4 separate regions of the Gossypium hirsutum genome follow, and regions 1, 2 and 4 are each linked to region 3. Evidence: chromatin contacts called from public Hi-C data. All regions are on one chromosome and are shown on one strand. Each heading gives the region's core, a stretch centred on a gene start, on an enhancer-like site or on the middle of the called end of the contact. The rest is flanking DNA. Distances are from core to core; before and after follow the strand shown. Region 1 has its middle 15 kb from the start of LOC107949360. Region 2 holds the start of LOC107910596 (protein NO VEIN). Region 3 holds the start of LOC107910294 (UBX domain-containing protein 4). Region 4 holds the start of LOC107948812 (transcription factor MYB124).

What was found. Hi-C and Micro-C count contacts between places; a contact is called where the count stands out from the background.
Region 1: a contact with region 3 is called in a Hi-C map of leaf, with 1.8 times the contacts expected there. The contact joins the enhancer-like site here to the promoter of LOC107910294 in region 3. A contact is called at or near these places in 5 of 34 Hi-C or Micro-C datasets (callus, hypocotyl and leaf).
Region 2: a contact with region 3 is called in a Hi-C map of leaf, with 2.5 times the contacts expected there. The contact joins the promoter of LOC107910596 here to the promoter of LOC107910294 in region 3. A contact is called at or near these places in 5 of 34 Hi-C or Micro-C datasets (anther, callus, hypocotyl and 2 more).
Region 4: a Hi-C map of leaf shows a contact between it and region 3, with 2.2 times the contacts expected there. The contact joins the promoter of LOC107948812 here to the promoter of LOC107910294 in region 3. A contact is called at or near these places in 10 of 34 Hi-C or Micro-C datasets (callus, hypocotyl, leaf and 1 more).

What each region holds. Positions count from the first base shown.
Region 1 is chrD02:38,078,787-38,081,972 of Gossypium_hirsutum_v2.1, forward strand. No RefSeq gene overlaps it. Among protein-coding and RNA genes, the nearest start is that of LOC107949360, 15 kb to the right of the region's middle. Within about 2 kb of position 1,280, at least 4 of the 9 cell types and tissues checked have an H3K27ac peak or open chromatin away from gene starts, as enhancers often do. A contact at or near this core is called in hypocotyl and leaf, where this site is marked.
Region 2 is chrD02:37,339,619-37,342,859 of Gossypium_hirsutum_v2.1, forward strand. It overlaps LOC107910596 (protein NO VEIN), which reads right to left and starts at 1,770. Exons shown (of 13, transcript XM_016838482.2): 1 at 1,189-1,770; 2 at 95-429. The coding sequence starts at 1,710.
Region 3 is chrD02:37,746,527-37,749,812 of Gossypium_hirsutum_v2.1, forward strand. LOC107910294 (UBX domain-containing protein 4) reads right to left here and starts at 1,692. Exons shown (of 13, transcript XM_041088565.1): 1 at 1,594-1,692; 2 at 1,200-1,423; 3 at 264-411. The coding sequence starts at 1,367.
Region 4 is chrD02:38,117,169-38,120,500 of Gossypium_hirsutum_v2.1, forward strand. LOC107948812 (transcription factor MYB124) reads left to right here and starts at 1,315. Exons shown (of 12, transcript XM_016883467.2): 1 at 1,315-2,278; 2 at 2,406-2,452; 3 at 2,560-2,616; 4 at 2,712-2,784; 5 at 3,135-3,190; 6 at 3,317-3,332. The coding sequence starts at 2,198.

The sequences.
Region 1 (3,186 bases), core at 30-2,529, 330 kb after region 3:
AAAATTGGCCCTTAAAGTATATCATTTTTCCCACTTAGGCACCTAAAGTCTATTTTAGTCAAAAGTGGTACCTAAACTATCAATTTTACCATTTTACCCCAAATCACAATATCAACCAATAAAAACATGACACATGGCACATTTTTATTTGATATCATACACTTTTGGGGTAAAATGAGACGAAATTGGAAGTTTAGATACTACTTTTGGGAAAAAGTACTTGTACTTAAGTAGGGAAAATGGTATACTTTAAGGGCCAATTTTGTAATTAAACATTTTTTAAATAAAGGGTTATTTTCGTGCCATTAACGAAGAGACACCCTTCCTATCGTATGACATTTGGGACTTTAGCGAGTGGCAATGACCCTACTCAGTTCACTATACTTTTGATTTGCTTGTAATCTACCTTTTTAACTTATCATTATTAACTTCTTAATCTTGAATTTACCACATATTGACTTACTAAATCAAGAAGGTCAGACTGTTGACTTGACTTGGGCTGAACAAGTGTGAAGCCCAAAGGGAAAAGTGAAGATAGGCCCAGAGCTGTACCGGTTTTGAAACGAAAGAGGGCAGCAAAGTTGTTTACGGATTAGACTTGATTAGACCAATGCTGGCCCATATGCATCCTAGTGAACAAAAAGGAGCCCAAGGACAGTGTTATGATGACAAGTGTGACACATGGGGTTGGAGCCTGGCTCCACTCCAGTTAAGCTTCGGAGCCTAACGCTGAATGAAAATGTAATCTCATTATGTTAAAGCGGGGAGTGCAGGAAAAAGGTGGCCTTCAAACCAAGCTCCCCCTACTTGTTTATGTTACTGAGTGGGTGAATGGGGTCCCCATAAGGCTTTCAAAGTGAATCATTTATTTGACAGACATGAACTTCAGTTAAAAACTTTGAAAAGACCAATCAAAACATCCTTGCTGTTTCAATGATATTTTTATGTGGTATGGAACTAATGAGATTTACTCGTTAGAATCTGACAGATAATGTGAAAAAAGGGTTCACTGTGAAAAAGTAAGCAATCATGTTAAAGAGTAAGACAGACAATTAATTTTTCCCTCATCCTTGAGACCATCCCCAGACTCAAAGAGTGAGCATGCTTCTACCAACATCTTAAAATAATACTAAAATCCTACTCAAGTTTCTATCCTGCTATAATATTTCACTAGGGTGGTAATGATTCCAAGTGTAGAAATTCATAAAGGTGTACAGGGTATAATTGTAAAGCATGTGGGGGACACATTACTGCTAGCTACAACATCAACATCATACGTACATAAACAATTGTAATAGTGACAGAGATTATAATGATTGATATATAAGACTACTGTTAGCTACAACATCAACATCGTATATGAGTATATACAAACAAGAGTAATAGTGACAGATTGTAATAATGACAAAATAAATTTTTTTAGCGTATGTATGGATATACAGGATTATGATGGCTGCTTCAAAGGGTAGACATATTTTGGTAATAGGCTCCAAAGTTCATGCCTAGTCCCATGCTGTAGTGCTCCCTACTTCACTCGGGCAGAGTTAAAGAAAAGGAAGAAAATGGCCCAACCTCTCAAGCCTTGACTGTGAAGCTGGGGTACTTATCAATTCATTAGGGGGGTGAGAGAGGGGTGTGCTTTTGACCACTTCTTTTCAGTGACTCCATTTGTTTATACAATCAGGAGGCAGAATAATATTAGATTGAGGGATCTGAATTCAGAAAGAGGAATTAAAAGAGGTGTCAAGTCACAGTTTTGGTATAGAGTAGAGTAGGGGGGGGGCTTGCAACTTTGCAAATCCCTGCTATATTTTTGTGTTAGATGAGCTGTTCTATGAACACATCTTTATTGAAAGTAGCTAAAGAGTGAGACACCATTTCAGAGTGACAGAATGTAAATTCATCTTCAATTCTCCCTTTGCCAGATCCCACTTTGCAGATTTCTGTTACAAAATATAAAAAATTTCCCCTTTTTGGGTATTCTCAATAGTGCTCCCATTTAATGAATGTAACAGTGCAAAGATGTTTATATGATTGGGAGATTGACTCTTAGCTCTTTAAAGATAGTAGACGATTAGCATTCATGTCCCTTCAAATTGAAATTAATTAGAGTATAACTGTGTACATTATAATTATACCAGATGGAAACAAATGGAGCAAGGCCCCATACTAGGGGTATGATTTGGATTTAATATGAAATGAGAATTCTAGCATTAATGATAACATCTATTATGGGACCATTAACTACATATAATTCTTGTGATTTGTTTTAGCATATGGACGTGGAAGTAGGTAGTAGTTCATCATCTTATCACTCTAACAACCCAATTCATTAGTAGTTTTTATTTTTTAAATTCATAATATTTGCTAGACATCCTTTTATTATGCACCAAGGGAAGAGAGCAATCAAAGTTGGCACAACATTTTATTTTCTGCCAAACACCGACATTTCAGGCATAATTAAATAAGTTAAATGCTAACTTTGACCGCATATGTACCCTTATTTCAGGTTTACTCACCCTTTTTTTGTTTTATTAAAGCAAGATAAGGAATTCGACTTCCACTTAAACTTAAATTTCAAATTAAATCTTTTCTTTGCCATTCAAATAAGCATACTTTGAACCAATCAATTAAGCTTTTCTCGATCCTAACTAGCTACCTAATCATACGATAGGAAAAATAAGTGAAAGTAAAACAATAAGAAGGGAATTAAGTAAAGGAAGGCTTAGGATATGGTAAAAGTATTTTTCTAGGTTAAAAATTAGATTGTATTTTATTTTCTCTACTTAAAAAATGAATAAATTAATTTTTATACATTAAATAAAACAGAAAATTAGTTTTTTAGTTAAAATTTTCATTTATTAAAAACTGACATAGCTAACAAAATAATCAAACAATGACACGTGTCATGCTAATATATAAGACTAGCTTTTAACTATAAAAATGAATGGAATTTTTAACAAATGAACTAATTTACTATTTGACCTAACATACAAGGTTCAGTTTACTCCTTTTTAATAAAGAGGATAAAATATAATCTAACTTCTAATATAGTACTTTTACTAATAAGATATATACGCATGGGAACATACACATGGACATATATGGTGAGGGAGGAGGGCATAGGATTCCCAAAACCTTTTCCTTTAACAACAGAGCTAGCAGCGTGCTTTAAGTTATATTTGT
Region 2 (3,241 bases), core at 520-3,019, 410 kb before region 3:
GAAGTTCTCAAGGCACTGGTTTCTATCAGTGCATCAGACTTTTCCTACTTCTTTCTTTCTAGTTAAAGGAAGTACAGAGATATGGAATACATACGCCAAGCTCCGAATACGCACACCAAGCTTTTCCTTGCTTGTGGCAGCTTGCTTATCAGCAACAAACTCCAGAAATTCATCAATAAGAATTTCTTGATTTTTGTGGCCGTCAATGAATTCATGGATGTGAGCAATTATGTCCTCACTTGTTATTTTAAACACTTCTGTACAATTTTTAACTGAAAAATAACGCAAGATAAGTGGATGACGAAGCAAAGGGCCAAGCTCCAGCTTCTCATATGTCCTAACACCCTCATTCTCACATATTGCCAGCTCCAACTCATACAATGTAGTAATTCTTCGTACTCCAGCAAAACATTGGATAAATGCATTTACCTAGAAAATAGATGAAGAAAGCAAGAAATTAGAAAAAGAATAAAAAAAGAAAGAAAAATAACCATTATGTTTCAAATAATATATAATTTAGCCTTCATTTGGCATCTTGCACCGATAAAAAATGGGCAGTAGAAAATTTCAATTTGTCTACTACACATGAAAAGCTCCTTTCCATGTAGATAGCGAAATATGCCCTGCCTGTCCCCTTGAAAGGAAAAACTAAGAAACACCAGTTATTTAAGTCAGTAATTCCAACTTTCTAATGAATGTCTTCAACTCTCAGAATACAAAAAAAAAAAAACCAGCCTTAAGGCTTTGTTTAGCGTGTCTGCTACTTACGTTTCCACAGTTGCTTGCTTGTAATTAAACAAAAGAAAATTGTAAAAATGCAAGATTTTAACTGATTAAAAATAATAAAAAAAGGATCAAAATATTAAAATGCTATACCCCTTCTGGCATAACTATTCTAATCCAAAGAAAAACATGCATTTCATTCTGCAAAGATTATTGGCATCATATCTTTTGACTCTTCAGAAGTATTCTTTGCTTTCTGGTTCAAACATGCTTTCTATATCTCTTTGAGAAGTATGATTTGAACCCTAATCTTATAAAAATCATTACCAGCAACAATAAGCAAAGCATCCAAATGTCCCTATTCCATCAAAGGATTTCAACATTCTTATAGCCACTAAAATTGCAAAATACATGTATTAAGCATGTATGTATATAAAAGATATATCATCTGTGTATTGTAATTACCCTTCCTTCAATGGCCATAAGCCTTTGAAGAGACGGAATCCCCTGCATGTCCAATCCTAACGAGCTCCATGAGTCAGCCTGCAGGGCTACCAAGGCTGCCTCCGAAACTTTCCATGCCGTAACACTATTTCCGGTAGCAATAAGCTCACGCCACGCCTGGTTCACAGCCTGGTTTGCTCTTTCCTGGACTTCCTTCGGGACTTGGCCAGAGGCGGCGCTGCCTCTATGGTTGTGGAGCTGACTTTGGCTGCTGCTGGGGTTATTGACCTGTTGTGGTTGTGGTTGGGGGATAATAGAGTTTTGAGGAAGGGAATAAGCATTAGAGTTTTGGAAGAAGAAATTGTTAGGGCTTTGTTGCAGAGCAAAGTTTGGTTGGACTGGAGTTATAAGGGCCTGGAGGAATTGGAGAACGTTGGGGTCTTGGAGAGCGAAGTTTGGATTTGAAGGTTCGAATGGTGGTTGAGATGGAGGATGGCCGCCAGGGGGGCGGAAGGGACGGTGGCCGTTATGGCGACCGCGCATCTTGAAAGGAAAGAAGGATGTAGGTTTAGGGAGGGATTAGCATTGTCAGCTTTGCGTATTATATACTGTGACGATTTATTTGGATTTTTATCTTAGAATTCTTTTATTTTCGTATTCACTTAAATTAAAACTATTTAAAAAAACAAAAAAAAAAGTCATACATAAGCTATTAATTTCATCAAAATAGGATATCATTCAATAAAAACATGATAGGGTAACATGCTCTTAGACATTATACACTTTTTGAGATAAAATTAACATTTTAAATTCTACTTTTGAATAAAAAAACTTTAAATATCTAAATGAAAAACAATATAATTTGGAATCGACATTTTATATTCAAACTCGAGTAAGATAAAAAGCATTCGGTAAAAGTAACTTTGTTTTTTTACTATTCAACTATAAAAATATATGGAATAGTCCAAAAATTCTATTTAAAAACCAATCATTTCAATTTTATGCACTCAATTGAACCCTAAACTTATAAAATTGATCCACATTAACACCATTGATGATGTGGTAGTACCACATCAACAAAAAATACAAAAAAAATAAAATTTAAAAAAAAAATATTTTGAAAATTCAAGTAAAAACAAATGGTTGTCCATGTTCATTCTAAAATTAAAAAAAAAAAACCCATAAGAATGGCTTAATGGTATAAAAGGGACTCGAAGAATTTCAAAAAATCAAAAAAGTCCCTCCTAACTTTTTACATCCAATTGAACCCCTAAACTTACAAAATTGACAAATTCAGCTCTTTCATTGATGTTATAAAAATTACAAAAACCAAAATTTTAAAAAACTATTAAAAAATATTGATCAATTAGTAAATTATAAAAAAATCCAAATTTTGTAAAAAAATTTCCTTAAAATAAAAATAATTAAAAATTATAAAAATAGAAAAAAAATATACGTTTATAAAATTTTAAAATTTATAAAAAAAATCATTATACGATTTTTATAAAATTTTATATTTTTATCATTTTTATAATTATTTTTATAAATATTATCAATATTGAATTTTTATAATTTTTATGATTTTTTATAATTTCAAAATGAATATGGATAAATGGGTATCCAAATTTATCTGACAATCATTTGTCTAGATTCTTTCTGAACTTGAAATTTAATATTTTTTTTTGAAAATTTTGATTTTTTTTACTGATGTGGCATTGATACTAAAGTGGACCATCACGTTAGTACATGTTGGCTAGCTTAGCAGCCATAAATGGTCACGTAAAGACTCCGTTAGAAATTAACAGTCAAAGTTAGTCAAAAGGTCAATTTAATCAAGTTTGTAAGTTTAGGAACTCAATTGAATGCAAAAACTTAAAAGGGTTAATTGATTTTTTTTTAATTCTTCAAAGCCCTTTTCTACCATAAGCCTAAGAAAATTTATAGAAATTATTAGAAAAAAGTAAAAATTATTTTAAAATTTCAAAATTATTAAAAATTCCCTTAAAAATAAAAGTAATTAAAAATTATAAGAAAACATATAAAAATTATAAAAATGGTATAATGAAAATTATCA
Region 3 (3,286 bases), core at 442-2,941:
AATAACAAATCAACAGAACCAATGAAATGGAAACGTCAAATTCTCATCCCAAAGGCCAGAAGCTGCAAAGCCATGTAATAAGAGAAGAATCTGTCAAACAATTAAATCCAGAAAATATTTTGTACAAGAAGAGTATCTACTCAAAACAGCCAATCGCTACGCTCTACAATAAACTTAATAGTAAATGACCCTTCATATAATGAGAAACTGACACAAAACAATTTAACCTTGAAATTTCAAATAAATACAAATTGCAAATGTACCTTCAGGCTCACTGGTGCTACCTGCAGCAATAGCCTCCTCTGACTCCTTAGCTACCTTTGGAACCTCCAAACTGATTAGTTTTGCTGCCTCCAAAGTCTTATCAATAAACTCTGTATGCCCCGTTCTTTTTGTATGCAAATCACTTTCCTTCGAGATGAAACAGGAGTAAAGCCCCACAAATCACAAAATGGAAAACATATTTTACAAAAAAAAAAAAAAAGTATCACAGAGTTGTAAACCATTTGAGATTTTGTTTTAATAGCATAAAATTTTCCTTAAAAATCAAAATGTAGTTTTAACTTCAAATCCCGCAAAAATCCAGTTCATGTAAGCAAAAGCAACCTTTTGAGATTAGAAACAAATGTATGCACAAATACTACAAAATGATGGAAACTTACCAACAACCATAGCCACAAAAATGTACCAAAGCCTTTAATCTAAACATCCATATTGTAATAGCAAACCTTCCAACTTTCCCCTAGGTAATTTACCAAGTCCTCAAAAGACCCAAATCAATGCAAAAGAAAAGTTCTCAAACAAAAACCAATTCAACACAAAAGAAAAACTTCAAAATTCAAATTAAATGCTAACCAGTGCCTAATGGCATTGGCGAAAGTATATATTGAAAGAGAAGTATACTAAAAGTAACAAATTCTTCAAAAGGTAACTAAATAATTCTTAACCGAAGAGTATAAGTACCGGTTAAGCAAACACTTAAATTAAATTAAGACAGTAACAAAAGCACGACTTTCAAGTTAGATCCAATTCAATTTAAACCCTAAACTTTCAATTCCAACTCAATTCATGAGAAAATGCAAATTAAGCCCAATACAAGATCAAAGTTTTAAAACGCGATTAAATCAAGAAAAGACTAGAACAATAAAAGACGTTGAAATAAAACCCTAACGAAATTAAAGTAAAAGTGGATGTCATACGATTTTGGATCGGCACGGTTTGCCACAAGAAGAGCAAACAAGATTGAGAACAGCTTCAGTGGACTCGGAGAAGTTGGAATGGGAGGTGAGTTCCGCATGTTCTTGGGCTTCCTCCACCGATTTCAACAGAGCCCCACAGTCCCCACACTTCAAAGAAACCCCCGCCATCGATGGAATTTCGTTGATCAAAGCTCCCTCTTCAGATACTTGACTCTTCTCTGAATCTATAGATGAAAAAATGTATCATAAGGCTTTTGGGATTCACCCTTTTAAGGTGCTTTCTCGGTGAGGGATACGGGTGTTCATAAGTCAAATTTTTTTCATTTTCAAAATTAAAAAATATTTTAAATATATCTATATTAAAAATAAGAAATTAAAATAAAAACAATTTTACCTTAAATAAAATCAATTCAAATTAAAATTCATCTGGTCCAAATTCGGATAAAACCTATGTGATCAGGTGAGTAGCTCGACCGGGATGGGTGACGAAATTTATTTGTATTTGGCAAGGAATTAAAACTTCCTTTAAAATCGAATTAATAGATCAGTTCGATTTAATTTAATTAATTAGTCGGTGGTCAAACTTAATTCGATTAAAGGTTGATTAATAATTTTTTGAAATTTCTGTTATTAGTTAATTTGGTTTAAAATAAAGTAATTAATTGAATTAATCAAATTAACAGAACTTAATAATTAATATTATGTGTTAATTTTAAGATTTATGTAGTTTCAAGACATAAAAATATATTTAAGTTGATTTCAATATATTTTTTATATATTTTATATTTGTTTTAGCTAAAAAACATATAAATTTTAATTAACTAACTAAATTAATCGAAATATTTCGATTCAATTTATTTTTTTTAAAAAATTTAATTAAATTAACAATTAAAGAATTATACAATTCAAGTAATTTGATTAATACTAATTCGATTTGAACCGAATCCACCATCTTATAAAAGATATATCTTTTTCCGTATAAATAAAGGAGATCTTAGGGTTGGTCGGTAAATTTTGGAGTTTCTTTTTTTTCTTGGAGAAAGGAACATTTATGCATTAAACAGAGAAGTCAAACAGTGCATGCAAAAACATTCCCCTAGCATCCTTAGCAATAAGAAGAGCTAAATCTGTAGGAGAATTGCAGATACAAAAGAACTCGTCATCAAAAAAAACCAAAAGATGGCGAAACACTTAAGGTGATCTCTTCCCAAGCGAGCGAGCACATCCGCACAACAATTCCCGTCTCTAAACACATGCATTATCCTGCTAGAAGTCAAAGGTGGGAGGAGCATCCTTGGCTTTGAGATTTGCAAATGGTTAAAAGATTAATTGTTTGGAGGGCTAATCCCGAGTTCGTGATGATGATGTGGGATCATGCATCCATCAAGCATGTAGCAGCGTATATGAAGTAAATAATGGAAAGCAAAAAGGGTAAAAATGTAAAGAGGCACGAGATCACAACAGAGGGGAGAACCCGGGCAACCCCCATGCGAACTCCCCTTGAAAAACACCCATAGAATAGATTTTTGTTCCACCATTGCCAACTCACCATACCCGAACCACCATCACCCTTCACAGTATCCATCATCACCCTTCAACCTCAGTACCCAAGGCCTTTGCTCATGCCCTTCTCAGATCTTAACACCACCCAACAGTATCCATCTTCCGCCTACCTCAGCACTACCATCCTCCATTCACTGAAACCAATGACCATAAACCAACACTCACCATAATTACCACCCTAAGCCACCATCTACCACCTCCCTCCTATTCACCAACAACTTATACCCAGAACTCATATTCGCGCCAAAACCCAAATTCCAAGAACCAAATAGTCAAATCAAACTCAAACAGAAAACTCAAATTTCAGATAGCAAAAAAAGAAACTAAAGAACAAAAAAGTTTTAAGAGATTCCATACGAACCAACATTAGGGAAAAAAATCATTTCTTTACCATTTTTGGTAGATTAGTAAACAAGATGGAGTTAACACACAACCTCAATTACTTTGCAAATAATCTACTATTCTAAGTGTCAAAATAACATTAGAGGGGCAAGTAAAGGGGCAGAGAAAATTTATTCTCTTGG
Region 4 (3,332 bases), core at 65-2,564, 370 kb after region 3:
TAATTGATAATTAGTAAAAAATACTAACAAACTATAAAAATTGTAAAATATAAATAAAATATAATAAAAATTTATCTAAATTTTGTACATGTCATGTGCCCTTATATACCCATTTTGCCTTAGTATACAATTTTTGGAACCTACCAAAAATGAAACCAAAGGTGATTAAGAGGTTTTTTTTTGGTTCATTTTTCAAACGATTATGGGTACAACAAGTACATATAATATGATTTTTCATTAACTAAAAGTTTAAGTAATTCAGTAGGTGAGTTTGTTTAGGCTTAATTCATAACATTAAATTAATCTATTACATCATCTTATTTTTATATAATTACTAACTTTGAGTTTTTATTATACATATATAATAATTGCATTAAAAATTATTGTATATCCATAATTAATTTTTTTAAAATTTATTTTATTTTATAATTTAGTGTTATTATTTATAAAATTTTAATATAATCATATAATATTTAAAATACATATTATCATAAATTTGAGTTTTAGATTGGATCTATCTCGGGTTTGGATTTCCTCGAATTCTGATCATTATAAACTTGGATTGGCATGGGCGAACTTTTGGGCTCAGGTCTGTTTTGCCCGCTCTAATGAAATATGATGGTTGAATTGTTAAAATATAAAAAAATAACGACAGAATATAAAACCATATGGGTAAGTGAAATATTTTAAAGAAAATGTGATATAAATGCAAAATCATGAGTTAAACAATTTAAAGTTGGTATTTGTAACAAATAAAATAATAATAGAATATTCAAGGTAAAAATGTTGAATTTGGAATATATATTGTCATTTTCTTCTTTAGAAAAGACAAACAATGTTTGTGTTGGATCATTAAATATCCAAACCAATAACCAAAAGAGAAGTTTCCTATTTTTGATTTGGTATTTTTCCCTCCAAAAATCTAACTGGAATTAATAAGCTTCACATGAACAAACAACCAAACAAATGGAAGGTGAGAAAATCGAATGAATATGAAAGCAAAAGCATCTCATTTTTAAGAAAATAAAATAACACAAACAAAATGCCATTAAAAAGAACTTGTCGCGTCAGAAAATTAAGCCAAAAACAATAATAAAAAGCCCAATTCCAATGATGCAAACTATTCACGTGCGTTGCACTGCCCAATGAAAACCATCAACGTTGACTGATGCACAGGCATTACATCCAATCAACACACGCGTTTCTTTCACGTGAATATGTTGCGCCTGGGGATTGTTTTGAATTTTGAAAACTAAAATTCACCCCCCAAAATAAGAATATATATAAGAAGAAGAGCTGTGATGTGAAGAAATACGAAGGTTCATCAGTTTTTATGTCCGCTAAAATCATCATAGTTCAGGGAAAAAAACAGAAAAGAAAATGGATAAATTATTAAATTTATAAAAATAAGAAAATAGTAAAAATAGGGTTTGCTTTAGGAGCAGAGTGGGGTAAGTGTCCAGGGCATTCATAACAGCGTCATGAAATTCGGCGTTATTTATTTATTTAATTTTCTTTTTCTTTTAATATTTTCAAACTCTTCTTCATACCCGCGCACTAAAGCAAGAATCCGTTGATTTAAATTAATATTTTTTAGCTCTTTTCTTCCATTGTTTGAAATCAACAAAATAAATCCTAAAAAACCCTTGCAAGAAAGAGAGTATTTTTCCAAAAAGTTTCTCTCTTTATTTGAAAGAAAAAAGCCCAAAATATATATTTCTTCCAGATTCATCATTCCATCACTCTTCCATTTCCCTTCTCTTCAAAGTTTTAATTCTTTTTATCCATTATAGATCTACCCTTTTCGATTCTACGTATATACATGTACATTTGAATCACAAAGCTCAAGCTTTTATTGACCATATAACTGGTGGAGACGTTGTGATTCTATTTTCTAAGTATAAACAGGAAAAAGAAAGGGTTAGCATCCGAGGAATAACGGAGTAGAAGGGGGAAACAAAGCATAGAGTTATTGAGAGTAATAAGGATTCCGTTTGAACCCAACAGTGAGTTTTGTAGTAAAAAAGATAAAAGAGAGGGAAGTGGAAGCGTTGGTTCCCTTTTTCATGGTTTTTTTTTTTATAATAAAGGGTTGGCTTTTTGAGGATGCCACTTGGGTTTTAATAAAAGGGAAGGGAGCGTCAAGGAAGGCCAGCAACTAAGAGAGACAGAGATTAGAGTAAAGAAGAAAAAGAATATGCAGGAAACAAAGAAGAAGAATGGTGGCAATGAAGATTCCAAGAAGAAGGAGCGTCATATAGTGACGTGGAATCAAGAGGTTTTCTTTTCTTTTTTAAAATAGTTTTCTTCTTTGGTTCCCTCTGTTTTGTTTATTATTTGATTGATTGATTCTTTGTTTTGGGGGGTTCTTATTAATTTGATATTGGGGGGGGGGGTGTTTGCAGGAAGATGATATACTTCGAGAACAAATCAGTTTACATGGGACTCAAAAGTGAGCCTTTTATTCATTCATTCGTTCATTTGAAGGGTTTGTTTGTTGTTTTTTTAATGATGGATGAAATTGAATGGATTTGTGTTGGTTTTAATGTTTGAGTGCAGCTGGGCGATCATTGCCTCTAAATTCAAGGATAAAACCACAAGGCAGTGCAGAAGAAGGTTGGTGAAACCATGATGATTCCAAAAGTTTGATCATTTTTAGTCTTGTTTGACTTTTTAATCTAATGTCTTTTTTTGTCACAACAAAAACACAGATGGTACACATACTTGAATTCTGATTTCAAGAAAGGAGGATGGTCACCAGAGGAAGATATGCTTTTATGTGAGGTAATTAAATAAGTTTAAAACCTCCATTTCCATTCAAGTTAAATGGGGTCAGTGTTACTTTAATAAAACTTGAAATGAATTTTTCAAGAACTTATCTTCTTATGATGTATTTGGAGGAAATGTTACTTTCATTGATCAGTTGTATCAGGCTATTGCATGTTACTGGTACAGTAGGTTTTGAGTTTTCCAAACAGGAAAAACAAATATATAGAGAGAGGTAGGCCAGACCTTAAACTAATTGACACAGTTTTTGTCTTTCAAAAGTAGGGCAAACAACAGCCACTTAGTTTCAGTTTGGATAAGTGTTTCTGTAGATCCTGAATGTGCTGATGACATAAGGTGATTTGCAGGCTCAAAAAATATTTGGCAATAGATGGACAGAAATAGCAAAGGTGGTTTCAGGCAGGTATATATATCTATGATTTTTTTGGAAAAAAATCCTCTAGTGCAGAAAATTGATCTCTTTTCAACTGTCATTTTTCCATTTTCTGTTGTAGATTATTAACCTTTACTGATTACGTGGTTAATGCAGAACTGATAATGCTGTT